Regions from separate parts of the Hordeum vulgare genome. Here regions 1 and 2 are each linked to region 3. Evidence: chromatin contacts called from public Hi-C data. All regions are on one chromosome and are shown on one strand. The core of a region is the stretch at or near the end of the contact, and the rest is flanking DNA. Distances in the headings are between cores, read along the strand shown. Region 1 has its middle 21 kb from the start of LOC123449666. Region 2 has its middle 24 kb from the start of LOC123447165. Region 3 has its middle 6.8 kb from the start of LOC123447170.

Evidence for each region. Hi-C and Micro-C count contacts between places; a contact is called where the count stands out from the background.
Region 1: a Hi-C map of leaf shows a contact between it and region 3, with 5 times the contacts expected there. The contact joins two enhancer-like sites. A contact is called at or near these places in 2 of 6 Hi-C or Micro-C datasets (leaf and seedling).
Region 2: a Hi-C map of leaf shows a contact between it and region 3, with 2.2 times the contacts expected there. The contact joins two enhancer-like sites. A contact is called at or near these places in 2 of 6 Hi-C or Micro-C datasets (leaf and seedling).

The regions. Positions count from the first base shown.
Region 1 is chr4H:575,642,444-575,646,768 of MorexV3_pseudomolecules_assembly, reverse strand. No RefSeq gene overlaps it. Among protein-coding and RNA genes, the nearest start is that of LOC123449666, 21 kb to the right of the region's middle. Within about 2 kb of position 2,203, at least 3 of the 3 cell types and tissues checked have open chromatin away from gene starts, as enhancers often do. A contact at or near this core is called in leaf, where this site is marked.
Region 2 is chr4H:575,232,983-575,236,863 of MorexV3_pseudomolecules_assembly, reverse strand. No RefSeq gene overlaps it. Among protein-coding and RNA genes, the nearest start is that of LOC123447165, 24 kb to the right of the region's middle. Within about 2 kb of position 2,038, at least 1 of the 3 cell types and tissues checked has open chromatin away from gene starts, as enhancers often do. A contact at or near this core is called in leaf, where this site is marked.
Region 3 is chr4H:575,429,362-575,433,457 of MorexV3_pseudomolecules_assembly, reverse strand. No RefSeq gene overlaps it. Among protein-coding and RNA genes, the nearest start is that of LOC123447170, 6.8 kb to the right of the region's middle. Within about 2 kb of position 1,442, at least 2 of the 3 cell types and tissues checked have open chromatin away from gene starts, as enhancers often do. A contact at or near this core is called in leaf, where this site is marked.

The sequences.
Region 1 (4,325 bases), core at 954-3,453, 210 kb before region 3:
GGCACAGTGTGATTCACACGAGTTCAGCTAGGCGACTCCATCATCGGAGGGCCAGGAGGCTGCGGCAACAGCGGAGTGATTACTTTCATAGGTTTGACTACCAATGAAGTGACGTGGACGACTTGAATATAAACCCGGGCATACATCAGGCAGGGCTGGGTTTCAAGCCGGGCTTGTGAAGCCCAGCCTTCTTTTCTCAAGCGTGAGCTTGGCCCGAAACTCGAAATGCACTCTTTTCTCGAGCCCATTCCCGGCCCAGAATCAAGCCCGGATCCCGAAAGCCTGACCTGAATATTTTTTACTAGTGTTTGCACGTGTAAGCCTGGCCCAAAGCCCGAAAGCTCGGTTAGAAATCTTGAAAAAGAAAGGCCCGAGCCCAGCCCGAACTACCTTCCACCCTGTAAATTGAGGCCCGATCCCGGTCCGAATGTCAAGTGTGAAGACCGGTTTTTCGGGTCTGGTTGTCCATGCCCGGGTTTACGTGAATATAGAGGGCATGTTTGGTTCCCTAGCTCGCATATGTCTAACATCACGCATGCAAAATCTGGCCCATTTGGCATCCTGTATGGCCTCCTTGGCCTGGCACGGCGGATGCAAAAGGACCCCTCTCGGCTAGGCTGAGAGAAACGCAGGAATCGTGCGTTTCACTCATGTAGCCTCGTGCCTGCACCCGCTCCTCCACTTAAAATGAAACGTTACATAAGATAGGCCCCGATATTTTCCAAATTTACTTTCAAACTGCCACCGCAACCTTACCGATCTCTCTTCCCTCTCCTCTCTTAGGCTTCGGATCAGATCAAGCGCACAACCAATCGCCACCGCCACCACCGTCGGGAGCTCCCTCTCGCGTCGCCGTCAAGAGCTCCCTCTCGCGCCGCCAGTCCAAGATCCCTCTTGGTCAGAGCTCCGCCCACCTCAATCCCGCCATCTGAGCTCCCTCTTTCGCCATTGGTCGGAGCTCCATGCGCGTACTTTGCAGAAGCTAAATTGGAGGGGGTGGGGGGTGGCGCCATGGTGCACTGGTGGTGTAGGAGTTCGCCCATATCGCATACAACCTGCCAAACAACATCTCACATTGGCCTGCCCAACACCATGCACACAACCAAACATATATCCCAATTTATTTTTGCATCATCTTAGCCAGGCTAGACTCAGCTAGGATGGTGGATACGATGCAGCGTGAGACTTCCTATTCCCCGACCTACGTTGATGTGGGTCACATGAACATAAAAACTCCTATTCCCCAGCGAATGAGGGGAATACTGAGGAAACACGCACCTCATGTTCCCCGCGCATTTTTGGACCAGCCATATGCGTGGCTGGGAGGCTCTGATTTTTTTTGTTCTTTTTATATACATACTTCTTGTGAAAATACTTGAAATTTAAACATAAATCTGTTTTCAAAAAATGTTCAAACTTTTAAAGATGAACACCAGTTTCATTTTCTTTTCCAAATTTGAAAAAATATAAACATATAAATTTCAAAGAATGATAATGAATTTCAATATCGTTCCTAGATTTCAGAAATTGTTCATGTAGATAAAAACTGTTCACAAATTTGAAAATATTTTAAATTTCTAAAATTCCTCACGTATTTAAAAAAAAATCACAAATCGTTCATTGACTTAAAAAATGTCCATGTATGTGAAAAATATTCCGATTTAAAAAAATGTTCTTCACTCTTAAAATTGTTACCTTATTGCAGAAAATATTCATGAATAATTTTAAAAATGTTCATGAACAATTTAAAAAATATTATTGTACTTGACATCTTGGAACATATCTCAAATTCATGGTTTCACAAAATGTTGACAAATGAATTAAAAAAATCAAAAACATGGTAAAAGTTAAAAAAAAAGGACAGAAAAAGAAATGGAATGTACCAGGGAAAAGAAGAAATAATTTTGGTAAAAATAAAAAAGGCCAGAAAAAGAAATGAAAGAATTAAGACAAAAAGAACCAGTCATGGGCAGATTTAGGGCTTGTTCAAATGTACTCCAGCTTCACGCTTCCAAAACTTCATGATTGAATTTGTCCCGAACAGTTTTAGCCAGAAAAGCTAAATTCGCGAAGCTGCTCATTCCCTATGAGTAAAAAGGAGAAGCCAGGCCGGCCCAGCTTCACCGAAACGTGAAGCGTGGTGTTGGCTCAAATTACCGTGAGCTGCCACCACCAAGTTGATAGCTCCTATGCATCGCTGCCGGTGTCCGTTAACGATCCGGCGCGTGCAGCACTGGTAGCATGAGCCAGCCCATTGGAGTGCTGCCCAGTTTTTCTTGGACTTTTTTGTTACAAAAATAAAAATATAAAATCAAGAAAGGTTTATAGATTTACATAAAAAAGGTTCATCCATTTGAGAAAAAAGTTCATATCTTTAAACAAGGTTCATCAATTTTGAAAAACGTTCATCAATTTGAAAACAAAGTTCATCCAATTTAGGAAAAGTTCATTAATTTTTTAAAAATTTCAATAAACTTTTAAAACATTCAAAAAAAATAGTGAAATTTATGTTTTTTTTAAAAAGTTCACTGAACTAAAAAAAAGTTCATAAATCTTAAAAACGGTATCATCCATTTTCAAAAAGTGGTTCATTAAAATTCAAAAAAATTCATCGATATTCAAAAAAGTTCATCGATCTTAAATCATATTCTCTGAAATTTAAAAAATGTTCATCAATATTCAAATAAGATCATACTTTTTTTTAAAGTCAAACGGCACCTAGATGGGCCGTCCATTTACAAACGTCACATGCGCCAGTTAACAAAAATGTACGTTAACTGACTCTTGTGGCGCCAAATAAGAAATGCCCACCAAGTGTACCGCTTTGTTTCCTCCCTCGAAGAGAAACAACATCTTTCAAATCCTCGCTTAATCCGGTACCCCTTCCTAATTGGGTTGTATCCAGCTGGCCCAATATACGCCTGAGAGGCCACGGCCCTCCCTACTGGGCTGCAGCTATGGAAGAAGTTGCCGTTGTCCCGAACGCTCGTGGGATCGCTCGAATGCTCATGATAGGCCACAGACCTCCCAACTAGGCTGCAACTATGGGAGAAGATGTCGATGTCCCGAATGTTCCTGGAACGTCCTTAGAGCATCTTCAACAGAAACGCAGCAGCGCGAAATAAAGTAGAAGCGACCGCGCAAGGAAACCACATATATGTATTCATAAGTTCGACTCAGCCTTGAGCAGCTGTGAATCCTACCTTGAGAACACCCGGTCCGCCAGGCGCACGGCCTCCTAGGTACCCTCACCATATTGTTCCATCGGTAGTTTATCTGCACCAGGGTTGATGCTGAAGCGAATGCGTCGTCTTGGCTCGCTTGATGAGGTCTTGAGGGAGAAGTTGATCTTGCGTTGGGTTGCCTTGAAGTGCTTGGAAATGATATGATCACGTGGTGAGGCATGCACGGTGAGCCCGTGTGATGAGGTCGCACGATGAGGCCGGAGCGACGAACGAGCAATGCGACAGGGGCGTAGTTGATTTATCTGCATAACATAGTACATTTTGGTTGCAATTGTGTGGTAAAAGGGATGATGCTTACGTGTGACACAAACTGAGCCGTGGCTCTTCACAAAAGCAGAACATGCGTAACATTAGGTGTATACCTTTAACTGAATCATGCACCAATTACCCAGAAAATGTACATTCCAGCGACTGAGCACTTTGGCAAATACGTAAACCTTTAGTTTTAAATGGGTGTAGACTAGCATGAACATGTAAGGTCTTGTACAATGCAAGGTACTTAGGGGAGGTGTTTAGAAAAATAAATCAGGTTTTTTTAAGCATGGGTGCTTATTTGTACAGGATAGACGCTTAGTTAGACGTCTTTTTTGTAGAAATAAGGCACCGGTGCTTCAAAAAAAATCTGGTTTAGTTTTTTAAGCACCTAGCATTGTACAAGACCTAAGTTGACCTTGATCATCCCACCCCCTCCCCCTCATCCATATTTGTCGGGTCTATATGTACCTCTCTCGGACAATATGCCCTCGAATCACACAAACCGAGTGATTGGGCTAGCCCATTGAGAGCCCGCGGAGCCATACCTACAATTGTATTATTACTCATGCACGGTTCTTAACATATGTTTATGTTTTTTCCTTGTTTATGTATTTTTTGTCAGTTTTTTAACCACTTTAAAATATATGAATACATCCATTTTAAAGATTGATTCTTTTAAAAACTTTACATTGTTTACATAAGTATATATTTTGGAAATTGGTATTTTTTAAAGAATTTTATGAAAAAAATAAAAAAAATGACTACATTTTTTGAAAACGTGAACACTTTTTTAAAAAACTGAAAAAGTAGTAAAACATTTTGAAA
Region 2 (3,881 bases), core at 789-3,288, 200 kb after region 3:
TTTTAAAGCATAGATGTCATTTTCCGTTTTCGGAAAGCACAATTATACTTCTGGCGGATGCACATGTTGTGCTTTTTCATTTTCGAAAAAGCACGAAAGCAAAACTTGCGCCTTTTCCTTTTTGAGCGAAGTACAATTAATCTTTTCATGAAAGTCACAATTTTGCTTCTCGTGAAATACTTTTTCTGTGAAGCATAATTGTGTTTTTCACGAAAGCACAAACTATATCTTCTTCTTTTGTGAAGCGCATGTTATATTTCTCATGAATACTGTTCCTAAGAAAACACACAATTCCTCCAAAGCCAGAGGAAAACAAGGCAACCCCCCTCCCTCCCCAAAAAACATCCAAGGCCTGGCACTACGTGTGAAAAAAAAAACTCAAATTCAGAGAGAGCGCGCAACACGCCGCATGTGGTGGCGGGTAGGCGCAACATTTGACATGCTCTAGGCCAAAAAGGTGATTAGTTAGTTTTTTTAGGGTTTAGCCAAACTTTATTCAACAAAGCCATTGAAGTTGGGATACAAATCGGATCATGTGGTTGGCCAAATCAAACGTGACGCCCTGCTCGAGATTAAGAGTATACTTGGCTAAGCTATGTGCTTCAGAATATACAACGCGACTTTCAAAAATAAAATTACATGTAAAAGCAGGCTCTCAAAGTTTATTTCGTTGATGACGGCTCCATATTTTCCTCCTACTCCTTTGTTTATATCACAAACTGCTTGCTTAGATTCAAAAGCAATAACAATTTGTTGAAGATGCAAGTGTGTTGCCAATGCAAGCGCCTCTCTGCATGCAATCACCTCTAGAATAGATGGGTCATAAAATCCATCAATAACCAGAGCAGAGCTCCCAACGTAGTTGCCTCCGCTATCCCTACGCACAGCTACGCATCAGCATGTATTTTGCTATAGCCCTAGCCCTTAGGTGGAGCCTTTGGGCGCGGACTCGGGTCTCTTTGACCATATCAAGTTCTTCAATGTATTATTTGACAAAAACAGTATATCGATTGGGAGCTTCGAAAAATACCCTCATGGATAGCCTTCCGTCTAGCTGCCCAGATCGCCCAGAGTGTCACGACCAAGCAAACCAGCAACCGAGCAAGCAAGTTATTCAGTAGGTCACATCGCTTGCTGTTAGATGGGCCTTGCCCAACGCACGGGAGTCTCCCAACACATGGGCGTACAATGAGTTGCCTTATTTCCAGCATTTCCTATATGACACTTTCTACGAAATCACAAATTGAGCAGTCCTCGCTTTAAAGATCACTTCCACCATCTCACGTTGAAACAAATGATACATTGCATGTATTTCACTTGTTGCAACCTGTGAGTTTTTCTATTTTTTTGTAGATCCTTTATTTTCAAAATGTTTATCTATTAAATCGTGGGTCCAAATGTCGAAACGTTTTCATGTTTGAATTCATCGCCTCGAGATCTTTAAAACTAGATCTCATGTTTATACGGTTTGACGAACTTTTTTTCCACAACAAAAACAGACAAAAAACCATGCTCGCGAGAAAAAAGAAAACATATTTTTTCTGCTTCCGAGAAGCACGACCGTGCCTCTCGTGAAAAAAACCCAAAACTTTATTTTTCCATTCTCGAGAGGCACTACCATGCCGTCCAAGAAAGCAAATCCGTGTCTCTCGCGGAAGAAAAGCCGTGCCTCTCACGAAAAAAAAAACAAAAAACACAATTTTTTCGTTTTCAAAAGACACGACCTTGCCTCCCACGAAAGCAAATTCGTGCCTCTCATAAAAAAAACCAAAAATGTTTTTTTTCATTTCCGAAAGGCACGACTGTGTCTCCAGCGAAAGAAAATCTATGCCTCTCGAGAAAGGAAAGAAAAGGAAACATGTATTTTTTTTCCTTTTTGAGAAGCACGACCGTGCCTCTCGCGAAAAAAACACGCCAAATAACGACGCTTGGAAGTGATTGTTGGAAGGCCTCCGAAGAAGCACCCGCCCAACTAGTTGCTCCCCTTCTGCGTCTGTTACTTATATTTGTGCAATCGGGCAATGTCGTGCAATCGGGCCCTTCCCCCTCTTTTCTCTCGTTCCAAATAGGGTGGCCCAAAGGCCCCAAACACACCACAGGAAGCTCCACACTCCCGATTTTGGGAAGCTTCGGTCCGTTTTATTCCATTTTCCTTTTGGTGTTTTTATACCACTCTATTTTATTTGTTTTTCTTTTTTATTTTCTTCAATATTTTTATTCTTTCTTATTTTTTGATCTTATTTTCCAAAATTCATGAACTTTTCAGCTTCGACGAACGTAGTTTACAACATCAATGGACTTGTTTTCCAAATAGGTGACATTTTTGCAAATGTGATAACCTTCTTCTTTAAATTTGATGAGTTTTTTTCTTTAAAATTTGTTGATTTTGTTCTTCAAAATCGTGAACATATTTTCAAGATCAATGAACTTTAAAAAAACTGCGAATTATTTTTAAAATTCAATTAACTTTTTTCTTAATCTATGAAGATTTTCCAAATTCATGATTATTTTTGAAGTTTATGGACTTTTTATCAATACCCGTGAATATTTTTTGAATTCACGCTTTTTTATTTCTTGCTATTGATTTTCTTATTTTCTTTTTAATTTGTTTGTACTTTTTCCCGAAGTCAACAATTGACCCTTTAACTGGTCAACAATGACCGGTCAAATGCGATTTACTCCTTCTGTTCCTAAATATAAGTTTTTTTAGAGGTTTTCACTAATAGACTATATTCGGATGTATATACACATACTTTAAAATATAGATTCACTTATTTTGCTCTGAAATCTCCAAAAACAATTATATTTAGGAACGGAGGGAGTAGGCACTAGCGTTCTTCTTGGGCCATCCCACGAGCTCGGGCGCGTTAGCGCCAGGCAACTGCTCGGGCCCCTTAAGACGTTTGACATGAAGTCCCCCTTTTTTCATGTTTTTCTTATTTTTATTGGTTTCATTATAAATAATATATTTCATGAACTTTAAAAAATGTAGAAAACTCAAAAATTTCTCTTAAAATTTAAAACGTGTACGTGAATTAAAAAGTAATGAATTTGAGAAAAAATGATGTATTTAAAAATGTCAGCAAAGTGAATGAATGTTCTTATTTTTATAATGTTCGCAAAATTTAAAAATGTCCATGATTTGTTTTTGTGAATTTTAATAAATTTGCATGAATTTTAAAAGTACTCACGAATTCAAAATTACTCACAAAATTTTAGATATATAAAATGCACAATGGGAAGCACTCATATGTTATTGCATCAAATGTAAGTATAGTATCCGTGGGAGTACATATTATGTCAAGAAAGTTTCATGAAAACTTATGAATACGTGATCTAATTTGAACAATGTCCATATGGCCCATGACATCGGTGTGCCACCACTAGGTCAAAGGGCGATGGATGGTCAAGGCCTCCCTAGGTTTTTCTAGGTGCCGCCGAAGCACCAACAAGCCGAGGTTTGTTGCCGGCACTATGAAAAGCATCAGCTTCCTAGACAACCGGATGCCACTGATATGTCGTCGACGAGAAAGCACAAAGCATAGCCAAGACCAGCCACAACAATGTGTCATGAGAAGGGCGGAAGGGCTCGCTCAACCAATTGCGAGTTAGGCACCATCGCAGAGGCCTCCAAGAAGGAACGTGACACCATATACATACATGGAACACCGAGATGCGCAATAAGGTGTTAGAGATGACATGCTTAATTCAGAGACTGTGATTTAATTTGGAGCTTTGTCATTAATTTCTTTATTATTCATTCCACCCTTTTAGATTCCATATATGCCTTCAAAATTAAGTTGGACCGTTTGCTAAAAAAGAACTTGGTCTGCACCAAGATCCAAAAAACTGAACATATCTACAAGTTTGAAAGCATTTCT
Region 3 (4,096 bases), core at 193-2,692:
GCGTCGAATAATTTTTTTTCTTAAATAGGATCTGCCCGAATAGGAGACGTCTTTAGAGGAAAATCCTATATGTCGTACTGTATTTTGTTGCAGATTGTCGATCCTTCGCACAGACGTGCTAGCGATGGTTCCGGACTGGGTAGGCCCGTTTCCAGCGCCCTGGTTTTGGAACCTTTCACTCGGGGTTTTCTGGTTTTTGAAAAATTCTAAAAGGTTCTTTGAACCGACGTTTTCTTTTTGTTTCCTTTTCTCTTTATTCTAATCTATTTCTTACTTTATTTTCTGTTTATGCTGGAAAAAAAATAATTTTTTAAAACATTCTATTTTCAAAAAAAATGGGCTTTAAATTCGATATGTTTTTTTCCTTTTTAAACATTTTTTTAAGATTTTCCGAAAATGTTCTATAATTTTCAAAAAATGTTCTAGTTTCTCTACAAAATGTTCGTGATTTTTAAAAAATGTTCTTCGAAATCGGAAAATGTTCTGGTTTAAAAAATCAAGTCTGACCAAAATAATCAAGATTTTCAAAAATTATTCGCAGATTGTTCATAAATTTAAAAAAGTTTCGCTTTCTAATATTTCTCACGAATTCATAATTGTGTGGGAATTTCCGAAAATGTTATTGTTTTGAAACATTGTTCACAAAGTTAAAAACATGTTCGTGTTTGCAAAATTTGTTCATGAATTCCAAAAGCGTTCATGTTTCAAAGTTTGTTGATTATCAAAAATGTTGATCGAATTTGGAAATGTTTTGTATGTACATAAAATGTTCTTATTTTTCATGAAAAATCGAGCATTTAACTGAAAATATGGATTTCAAAAATTGTTGGCAGATTGTTCATAAATTCAAAAAATGATCGCTTTTAAAAAAATTCTCACGAATTCAACATTGTACGGGAATTTCAGAAAATGTTTTCATTTTGAATTTTTTTCACAAAGTCACAAAATATTCCTGTATCCAAAATTTGTTCAGTAATTCCAAAGCCGTTCATGTTTCCAAATTTGTTCACAAACTCAAAAAAGTTCAGTTTTCAATTTTTTTTCCTTGTTTCTATTAATTCAAAAAATGTTTGAGTTTCAAAACTTATTCATATTTTCAGAAAATGTTCACAATTCCGAAATGTCGGCATTGCGAAATTCAAATGTTCGTTGGAGGTTTTGTGCTCGGTCCCTCTTACTGTCACGCGTTTTAATATTTTTGTGAGTATTGTTTTTAAAATTTGTTGTTTGCTGCCGTTTCTTTTCGGATGACGCTGCATGATGTGCAATAATACCAGCCTATCGTCATGGCTAGCAGTCCGAACGATTCTGCAGCTGGTCGTGAGTTCGATTCCCGGCCAGATTTTATGTTAACTTTTTACCGCTATCTGCCGCAAATGGGCTGGCCAAACTCCCTGCCGCAAAGAGCGCGTATAGGAGGGAAATTCCTATTCGCCGCATTCTTCGTCGAAATGAAGAGGCTTCGCACAGGGGCACCCACCTAGCATTTGGTAATAGGCCGGCCCATTTACATGCCAATACCTCCGGTTTTATTTTTCTGTTTCCGTTTTAAAAATGTTCTGGATTTTCAAAAAATATTCCGAAATTTGAAAGAATGTTTCAGATTTTATATTAACTTTTTACCGCTATCTGCCGCAAATGGGCTGGCCAAACTCCCTGCCGCAAATGGTGCACTCCCTGCCGCAAAGAACGCGTATAGGAGGGAAATTCCTATTCGCCGCATTCTTCGTCGAAATGTCGAGGCTTCTCACAGGGGCACCCACCTAGCATTTGGTAATAGGCAGCCCATTTACATGCCAATACCTCCGGTTTTACTTTTCTGTTTCCGTTTTAAAAATGTTCTGGATTTTCAAAAAATATTCCGAAATTTGAAAGAATGTTTCAGAATTTGAAAATTGTTTTGTAATTTGAAATTTTTTCCTTAATTTTAAAAATGTTCAGCAGTTTAGAAAAATGTTCCGGATTTAACAGATGTTCCGGAATTTAGAAAAAACTTCCAAAATTTGAAAAAATGTTCTGGAATTTTAGAAAATGTTCTAATATTGTTATTAAAATGTTTCTAATTTTTCAAAAGAAATGTTCCAAATTTTGAAAGACAAATCGGAATTTAGAAAAATCTTCCACAATTTGAAAAAATGTTTCGGAATTTGGAAAAAGTTCCGGAATTTTAAAAATGTTCCAGAATTGGAAAAAATATTCCAGAATTTAAAAAATGCTCATGAATTTAAAAAATGTTCCAGAATTCGAAAAAATGTTCCGGATTTGTAAAAATATTCCGGAATTTAAAAAATGTTCCGGAATTTTTAAAAATAATCCGATATTTTTACTGAAATGTTTCAGATTTTTTAACTGCTGGTCGCTAACTTTTTTTGTGGTCTCCAGATTCTCTACTGGTTGCTAACTTCGGCCGGCCCAGTCGGGGCGACCCCCTATGCGTCCGCTCTGCAGTTGCCGCAACGACCAGCACATAGGAGGTCTCGTATAGGAGCTCCCTCCCTTAGAGGAGGTAGAACTGCCGCGTATGTGTGTGAGCTTGAGCGTGGGCCTTTTCCTTCGACGGTGGACCGGTTTCCTTTCTCATTTATATTTGGTCCTTGGACTAGCTCCATGCAAAATCTCATACAAACATGGGCTTTGATTATATGAGGCAGATGGGGCAAAACAAGAGACTAATTTTCTATATTACGTGGGTACACAAAATAAACTGCTGGTACAAAATCACTATTGAGGGGCAACAAGCTCGTTTGGGCCTTGGGGACGGGGGGGCCTCGCCCCCCTCCCTCACCCACATCATCACCTAGAATCAACCCTGGATCAGAAAAGGGACAACAACAAATGGTAATAGAGTAGGTAGCTTTACATGAAAATCATACAAAAATGAGCAAGATGATCAAGTGCCCAAAGTGAGTTGTCACAGTTTGATACCATTTGTATGTCACGATAAGCCGCGCGTATGACAATGTAAAATTTCCGATAATGTTATGTTCAAGAGAAAAATAATAAATTTATGTGCAAAGCAAGGTACACATTTTAGCTCTTGAGTATTTAAGAGTGCTAAAGTCATAGTTTAGAAAGTTCGATGATCTCGAGGAGGAGCAACCTCTGTATAATTTCAAAATGCAATCCTCATTCCCTAGGGCTACATATGTCACCGGGAAAGGCTCTAGATGCCTCATCGAGGCTCTAACACTACTCCATTTTTTTTCCACACTCCCTCTTGTAGAATCAAGATTATCTAATACATCATATAGCAAGACGAACGAATTACCTTGAAAGGTAGTGAACTCACAATCATGAGAAATACATAGATCAAATCTCTAGTGTGTTAGGATAGCAAACTATTATGAGAAAAAATGAAACAGATGGTGTAACTATTTATAAGAGCATTGACATACACCTTGAATTGTTAGCCTACGTGAAAAGTTTGTGAAACAAGAACCTAGGTCATCGACAAGAATGTTTGGTTCGTGAGTGTACTATGTACAAGCTCGTTGGGGCCTTGGGGCCAGGGGGCGCTCGCCCCCCCCCCCCCCCCCCTTCCCTCTCCCACCCCCCGAACATCATCTAGAATTTACCCTAGATCCGGAAAAAGACAACAACGAATGGTAGATCACCTAGAATCGACCCTGGATCAGGAAAAAGACAACAACAAATGGTGCTAGAGTAAGTAGTTTTACATGAAAATCATACAAAAATCACAGGCTAGTCAAGTGCGCAAAGTGAGCCGTCACAATTCGATATCATTTGTATGTCGGGATAAACAAACCGTATGACATTGTAAAATTTCTGGTAATGTTCTGTTCAGGAGAAAATAATAATTTCATGTGCAAAGGAGGATATAAGTTGTAGCCCTTCAGTATTTAAGAGTGCTAAAGTCATAGTTTAAAAAAAATATAATGATCTCGAGGAGGAGCAACTAGTGAGATAATACTACTACATGGTACTACGACCCATATTGAATTTGTGAAGAATTTACCTTTGTAAAATTTGAAAATGCAATCCTCATTCCCTAGGGCTACATATGTCACCGAGAAAGGCTCTGGATGCTTCATCGAGGATCTAACACTACTCCATTTTGGTTCCACACACCCTCTAG